2 separate regions of the Triticum aestivum genome follow, and region 1 is linked to region 2. A link is a contact called in public Hi-C data. All regions are on one chromosome and are shown on one strand. The core of a region is the stretch at or near the end of the contact, and the rest is flanking DNA. Distances in the headings are between cores, read along the strand shown.

Region 1 (3,985 bases), core at 562-3,061, 840 kb before region 2:
ATATTTGGGGAACATATTAAAGGAACATTAATCAGCAAAAATTGTAGGGGAACTATAATTCCCTGGTTAATAAAAAAATGAACATTTAACTGGGGAACATTATTAAAGGAACATTATTTGGGGGGACAAGTATTGCTCTGATGATAATTGAATAATGTTCCTTGGGGTGAAGAATTTTTTGTTGTTGCTTGAATAATGTTCCTTCAATAATGTTCTAAAAAAACACTAAATTGTTCCCTAATAAATAATGTTCTCTGAAGTTTAAAAATGTTCTTCAAGTCAAATATTTTTTCCTCGGCATCAACAAAAAGTATCAACCTAATATGTGTACATCTTGCAAGTTTCATCTTGTATTACTAGGTTAACGTCCTATATCAAAAACTATAGTCACATCACCTACTATCACTTAAAAAACGAACACTGGCCTACAGTGCACAGATATATACATAGAAAAAAAATCGATGGACCATGAGCTCAGACCAAGAGCTCACCACGACTGTTTTGAAATAGGATGTCGAATAAGCAGTGGGGCCGTCGAATGGAAGTTCCTAGCACCGCGTGCCTTGATGAGCCCCTTGTCCTCTCTCTGCTGTACCGATGGAATACTTCTGCAGAAGAAGGACAAGAGACATAGCAAATTTTGAGCTTAAACTGAAAAACAAAAAAAATGTCGTGGTGTGTGCCAAACTAGTTCAATGTTGAGCTCAAACAATTCACATTATGAATACAAATAAACACATTACAGAAACTTCAGACTGTTCTTTTGGTTACGTCGGTATGGGCACGCACGCAGAACAAATGTGAATTCTAAACATTATTATTCATGAACAGCACAAAGAGGAAAAGCTGAGTATCTGGACCATTATTACATCGGTATGGGCTCCATTATATATTAACATTTTGTGCAGGCACGCACGCACGCAGAACCATACAACAAACAGTCTGAATGGCTCTATGAAAATGTTATTCCTTGGAGCTTAAAATATTGATAGGTGCTTGCTTCTCGACAAAATACATCCTAACAAGTGTCCATCATGCTGCTACACATCACAGAAACTAACAAAACATATAATCAAGAGATGAGGACTTCTGCATCATCCTACAAAAACACACCTATCATCATCAACATCAACACACACACACACACACAAACTCTGAGGAAGCACATGAACAGACACCCTCCTACCATCATTATGCTGCATTCACACCCTGAATCCAAATTCTGAAGGCAACCCTCTTGTCTAGCCTCAGATTCACCCAAATCAGAATGAAAAAATCGCTCCACTGCTGCCACCAAAACCTCCTACAAACCCTAGAAACGCTGGACCGACACAAATGGGACAAAAATCGCCTCGATCTGGTGATACCACACACAGAGAACACGAACAACACAGCGGGGGGAATTAGGGGCATTACCTTGAAGATGACGAACTTGACGGAGCTTGATGGAACCCTAGACGACCCCGACCTTGAAGGAACCCTAAACGACGCCGACGCCGACGAGGAGGCACTGACCACCTGCAAAAAAAACATCCATCGCGACGACGTCAGCCAGATCTGATCGGCGATGCCTCAGACGAATCGAGGGGAGAGAGGCCCATCGGCTGCTTACCAGGGCGGCGATCTTTTGCCGGAGTGGGATCCCTGGAGGAAAAAGCAGATGAAGAGGGAGGAAGGGGAGTGCGGCACGAGGGAGGAAGAGGAAGAGGGATGCGGCATGAGGAAGAGGAAGGGGGAGGCATCTCTGGAGCGACGAAAGAAAGAAACAGTGAGCCGCACGGAGGAAGGAAATGAGACAGCGAACAGGTAGTAAAAAGGCCGGCCCAAATCAGTTGAAGGGGTGTGCGGCGCGCCGACACTTTGACACAGAATGCGTCAAATAGGAATTTCCTTCAGCGAGATATATGGATCTCTCACTGAAGCGTCACGAGTAATCGGCTCAGCCCACTAGCGATCCAGCCTGGGATCTCTAGGTTGCTTCGTCGCACGGATAGCCACTGAGCCAAGATCGAGTTCATGTTGAATAACTTGGGCGCAACCTACTAGAATGAAAAAAGCTGGTTTTTTACACAGGTTTTCTGTTTTCTTTTCTTTTTTCATCAGGTTTTCTTCGTTTCTTTTTCCCTGTTTTTACTGAATTTTTTATTTTCTTTCTTCTTTCTTCATTTTTATTCGCTTTTCTCATTTTCTTTTGTTTTTTGTTTGGTTTTGTTACATCTTCTCTCTTTTTTTGTTTTATTCCTTTTTGTTTTTCTTTGTTTCTTTCATTGTTTTTATATCAGATTTTGCATTTCCTTTTTTCTTTGGTTTATTTTGTTTCTTTCTCGCTTTTCATTTTTTGGGGTTCTTTGTTTCTTTTGGTTTTTATTATACACTTTTTTTATACGTCAACCATATTTTTTAATACACGTTTAACACTTTTCCAATAGAAATTTAATATTTTTAATACATGGTCAACATTTTTTCTATACACATTTTTAACATTTTTCAAATGCTTGATTAAAATTTATTGAACACAAGATTAATATTTTTTGAATACTTGGTCAACACTTTTCCTATAAACACTTTTAAACATTTTTAAATAATTGATTAAAATTTTCTAACACATGGTCAACATTTTTTACTAAGAACGTTTAACATTTTTTAAATGCTTAATTAACATTTTTAAATGCAATATTTAACATTCTTTGAACACATCGTCAACATTTTTTGAAACACAATTAACATTTACAACTGCTTGATTAACATTTTTTAAAATACTTGTTCAACATTTTTCTAAATGTTCAATTAACATTTTAATATGCGTGATCACATTTTTTCATCTTTTTTATACATGTTGAACAGTTTTTCTATACACATTTAACATTCTTTCAAATGTTTGATAAACCATTTTCAAATACTAGTTCAATATTGTTTTTTGAAATGCTTGATGAACGTTCTTATATACATTATCAAACTTTTTTCATCATATTTTTAATACATGGTCAATATTTTTTTATACACATTTATCATTTTCCAAATGCTTCATTAACATTTTTCAAACACTTTTTGAATTTTTTTAGAAATTCTTGATTAACATTTTAAAATACATCATACACATTTTTTGTATATGTAATAAACATTTTCTCTATACATATTTAACATTTTTCGAATGCTTGTAAACATTTTCAAAAAAAATATGTCGATTTATTTTTTCTAATATATTTAGTTAGAATATGGGGGCTGCTACGCGTAGGCCGGCCGAAAAAGATCCGCCGCCTCGCGAGCCGTCGAATCTAACACAGATCTAGCAAGGTGAACTTCTTTTCTCTACTTTACAACAAAGGCCTTGTTGCAGAGTTGCATAATTTTTTTGCAACAGAGGTTGTGTTGCAGATTTTTTTGCAACAAAGGTATTGTTGTGGATTTTTTTGCAACAGAGGTCTTGGTGCGATTTTTTTGCAACAACGGTCTTGTTGCACATTTGTTTTTCGCAACAGCAGTGATGTTGCGGAAGTGGACGGCTCCTTGCATCGTCGGAGTCGACCGGAGATCGTCTTCATCACCCGATAGCAGCAGGAGCGGGTGTTGTCGATCGATAAGAGGGAGGAGGAGAGAGGGTGGGTGGTGGTGGAGGTGGCCGACGATCGCGACAGCAGAGCGCGTGCTAGCCGGTGTCAGCGGCGGCGCAACGGGGGTGCTCGCCATGGCGCGACTGGATGAAGGGGAGAAGAGGGAGGAGGAGAGAGGGTTGGTGGTGGTGGTGTTGGGAATCGTAGCATAATTTAAAATTTTCCTACGCTCACCAAGATGCATCTATGGAGTCTACTAGCAACGAGGGGAAGGGAGTGCATCTACATACCCTTGTAGATCGCGAGCGGAAGCGTTCCAATGAACGTGGATGACGGAGTCGTACTCGCCGTGATCCAAATCACCGATGACCGAGTGCCGAACGGACGGCACCTCCGCGTTCAACACACGTACGGTGCAGCGACGTCTCCTCCTT
Region 2 (3,669 bases), core at 524-3,023:
GAGAAGGAACAATACTTTATGGCGAAGCAGGAGGCTGGAGGTGACTTCAAGTTGATATCTGCAGGGAAATTAAAGGTGTGAATTACTAAGGCCTGCTGCTTATGATGTAACTGAGTAATCTGGGTAACTAGGAACTGGATGCATTGCAAGTAGAAGCTCAAAATGCTAAAGAGGACAGAGTTAATTGAACTGTTGGAACCAGGACATCTAAGTGTGTATGTAACTGTGTATATACAGTGCAACACAGCCAATTCAGTATTGCATCTTCATTCATTAACGCCGCCGCATGGGCGATGCTCTCCAAAGTTTTGTGTACCTATCAGCAAAGTCACTAGTGCCTGAAAGTTTGAGAATACATGCCACAATCATGACCTTCTATATATAGCGGATTGCACGTGACGTACAGGAAAATAATTCCAGTTACAATCTTCCTACATAATGGCCTGATGTCTCTAATTGCGCATGCGCTAAATATGGTAAGGGATAACAGAATAACCCCACCCCCCCCCCCCCCCCCCCCCCGCCGGGGCCCGCAGACACAACGGGAGATTTTCAGATGTTGACGCTGGACTGGAAGTCCAAGAACAAGGGGGGCGGCCGCCCATTGGTGAATATGTCGGCGAACTGTCAGAAGGAAGGCACATGGAGCACACGAATGTGTCCAAGGGCAACGCAATTGCGGGCGAAGTGGTTCTCGATAGAGCACTGAAGCCGAGAACCGAGCCGTCGTCAACTCATGTCAGAACTGCAACACACCCTACCCCGGGTCGTTGTCGTCTTCTGCAACAACGTCAGCGCGGTCCGAACCCGGTTCAACAACAGTCGCGGTTGTTGAACCAGGTTCGTAGACATGTAGACCGCACTGACGTTGTCGCTAAAGACGACAGTGGCCCGGGGTAGAGGCATAACAGTGCCGTACTACCTCCGTCCAGCTTTACCAGTTCCCATTGTATTTTGTGTCAAATTTTGACCATAGATTTAACTAGCAAAATTTAAGTTAAATATTATAAAATTTATATCAATAAATTCTTATTCAAAAGAAGTTTCGAATGATCCTCTTATTTTTACTACATACTTCCTTCGCTCCGAAATACTTCTCATGGTTTTAGTTCAAATGAACAAGTATTTCGGAACGGAGAGAGTATTTTATCAATCAAATTTACAGTCAGAATTTGACAAAATACGAGAGGACTAATGAACCCGGCCGGAGGTAGTACACCATTGAGGCATTTGAAAAGCTACTACTACTCCTTGAATCCAGCCCAATCCAAGAAATGAGGCTCCGGTAAGATCTGATGGTCCGAAGCTGTATGTATCGCTGCTCTGGCAATTCATCAGCCAGAGTATCAGCGGCAGAAATGGAAACAAAGTCGATTCCTTTGATTTCTTTACCATTTGTTCCCTCGGACCAACCCAAACTTCCAGAACAGTTCGAGTTTCCAGTACTTCAAAAGGGTTATACTAATTTCTTTTCACCGCCGATCGGCAAAATAATCGCTGCGACTCGCGAGGAATAATCTACTTAAGGAATAAAGCGAGATCCGGGTTCTTCAAGCTTGCTTGTGTAGATCGCGGAAGGGGGCGGGGGGGCTGCTAACCTGAGCTTCGCGGAGCGATTTAGCTTGGGGTATTTCTCCTCTCTTCTCCCCGATTTATCGTCTCCTGGTCGGGAGGAGGCTCGGCCGCCGCCGCGTCGCGAGCGGAGCCGTGCTGCAGTGGGGGAGAAGAGCGTGCGAGATGTCTACGCTTGGGGAAGGGGGGGATGGCGTGGGCTGCGGGTACGCAACGCGAGATACCACGATATGGGTCTATAATAAGAGAGGAAAAAAGATACCACGAGATGGACTGGCCAGTCTCGTCCACGTGTGCTATGGAGCTCGAACTGAGTAATCGAGACGTACAAGTGCTTTATTGCACATCTAAATCGAGCATAAAAAAGATACTCACACGATTTTTCATGTAAGATCAATGACAGAGAACTGAATCTAAAACGCCCGCAAAACGTCCAAATCAATATGTCTGAATGTTTTTTCGATCCATCGTGGTGCCGTAAATGTCCGGCTACGCGTCTGGGTGTATAATTTTTTGCAAATTGGATACAGAGCTAGGGGATGTTTGCGGGAGTCCGGATCTCCATCACGTAGGACTCCGACGCCCGCCCAAGACCCTATCCGGAGCCTGGACATTGGCCATACCCGCACTGTTTCGCGCCAAAGCCCGCACATTCCCACCCTTTCCATTTGACCGTCACCATCATCTACCCACGTTCCAGCCCCTTTCACCGCCCGCCGCCACATGGATCCATTTGTATTGTTACCAGAGATGAAGCGGGAGGATCCAATGGTGGCGGCCGCCCGGAAGATCAACTCGGCGACTCGCAATGCGCGCCATGGGCAAGGCGAAAGCGGCTTTGGAGCCGGCCACTGATACATCTTCGACTTATCTATAATTTTTTATTATTTCATATTATTATATTATCAATCTTGTATGCTTTATATGCAATGTTATATTTTTTTGGAACTAACCTATTAACCCAGTGCCTAGTGTGAGTTGTTGTGTTATGAATGTTTTTGGTTTTACCGAAAATCCCTACCAAACAGAGTCCAAACATGACCAAAAAAATGACTTTTTTCTGGACCAGGAGGGACCCTAGAAGTTTCGGGAGAGGACCAGAAGCCAGCCGAGGAGACGACAAGATAACAGGGTGCGCCCAGGGGGGTAAGCGCGCCTTGATGTCTTGTGGGCCCCTCGTGGCTCCGTCTGACCTAATTCCACTGCTATAAATTCTCAAATATTGCAAAAAAAAAACAGAGCGAGACCCGAAACAATTATTCAGCCGCCGCAAGCCTCTATTCTTCCGCGATCCCATCTGGAGGCCTCCGCCGGTACTCTGTCGGAGGGGGAATCGATCACGGAGGGCTTCTACATCAACCTTGTTGCACCTCCGATGATGTGTGAGTAGTTCCCCACAGGACCTATGGGTCCATAGCAGTAGCTAGATGGCTCTTCTCTCTCTCTCTCTCTGATCTTTAATACGATGTTCTCTTCGGAGATCGATTCGATGTAATCTTTTTGCAGTGCGTTTGTTGGGATCCGATGAGTTGTGGGTTTATGATCAGATTGTTCATTAAAAGTAACTGAGTTATTTCTGAACTTTACTATGTGTGATTGTTATAGCTTTGTATTTCTCTCCAATCTATCCGTTTGGTTTAGCCAACTAGATTGATTTATCTTCAGTGGGAGATGTGCTTTGTGGTAGTTTAAATCTTGCGGTGTCCTCACTCTGTGATAGGAGGGGTAGCGAGGTATGTATTGTATTGTTGCTACTAAGGATAAAGCGACGGGGTTTGATCATATTGATTAGTTTTATTATGTCTACATTATGTCATCATGCTTCATGCATTACTCTGTTTGTCATGAACTTAATACCTAGAGAGGCAAGCATAAAAGCGCTCTCGAAGTGGAGTAATAGTAGTATCGTATCGGTCTACGTGTCACGGATGTAATGCCTATGTACTTATCATGCCATGAATAACATCATAACTATGCACTATTCTATCAATTTCCCAACAGTAATTTGTGTACCCGTGCTACTTGTGAGCAGCGTTGGGATTTTCCCCGAAGAGGAAGGGTGAAGCAATATAGTAGATGATAGTATTTCCCTCAGTG

Evidence for each region. A called contact is a pair of places that touch in the nucleus more often than the background predicts.
Region 1: a contact with region 2 is called in a Hi-C map of leaf, with 7 times the contacts expected there. The contact joins the promoter of LOC123077810 here to the promoter of LOC123077805 in region 2.

What each region holds. Positions count from the first base shown.
Region 1 is chr3D:123,857,977-123,861,961 of IWGSC CS RefSeq v2.1, reverse strand. LOC123077810 reads right to left here and starts at 1,811. Exons shown (of 11, transcript XM_044500140.1): 1 at 1,613-1,811; 2 at 1,417-1,518; 3 at 492-608.
Region 2 is chr3D:123,022,285-123,025,953 of IWGSC CS RefSeq v2.1, reverse strand. It overlaps LOC123077805, which reads right to left and starts at 1,773. Exons shown (of 4, transcript XM_044500133.1): 1 at 1,599-1,773; 2 at 16-58. The coding sequence starts at 16.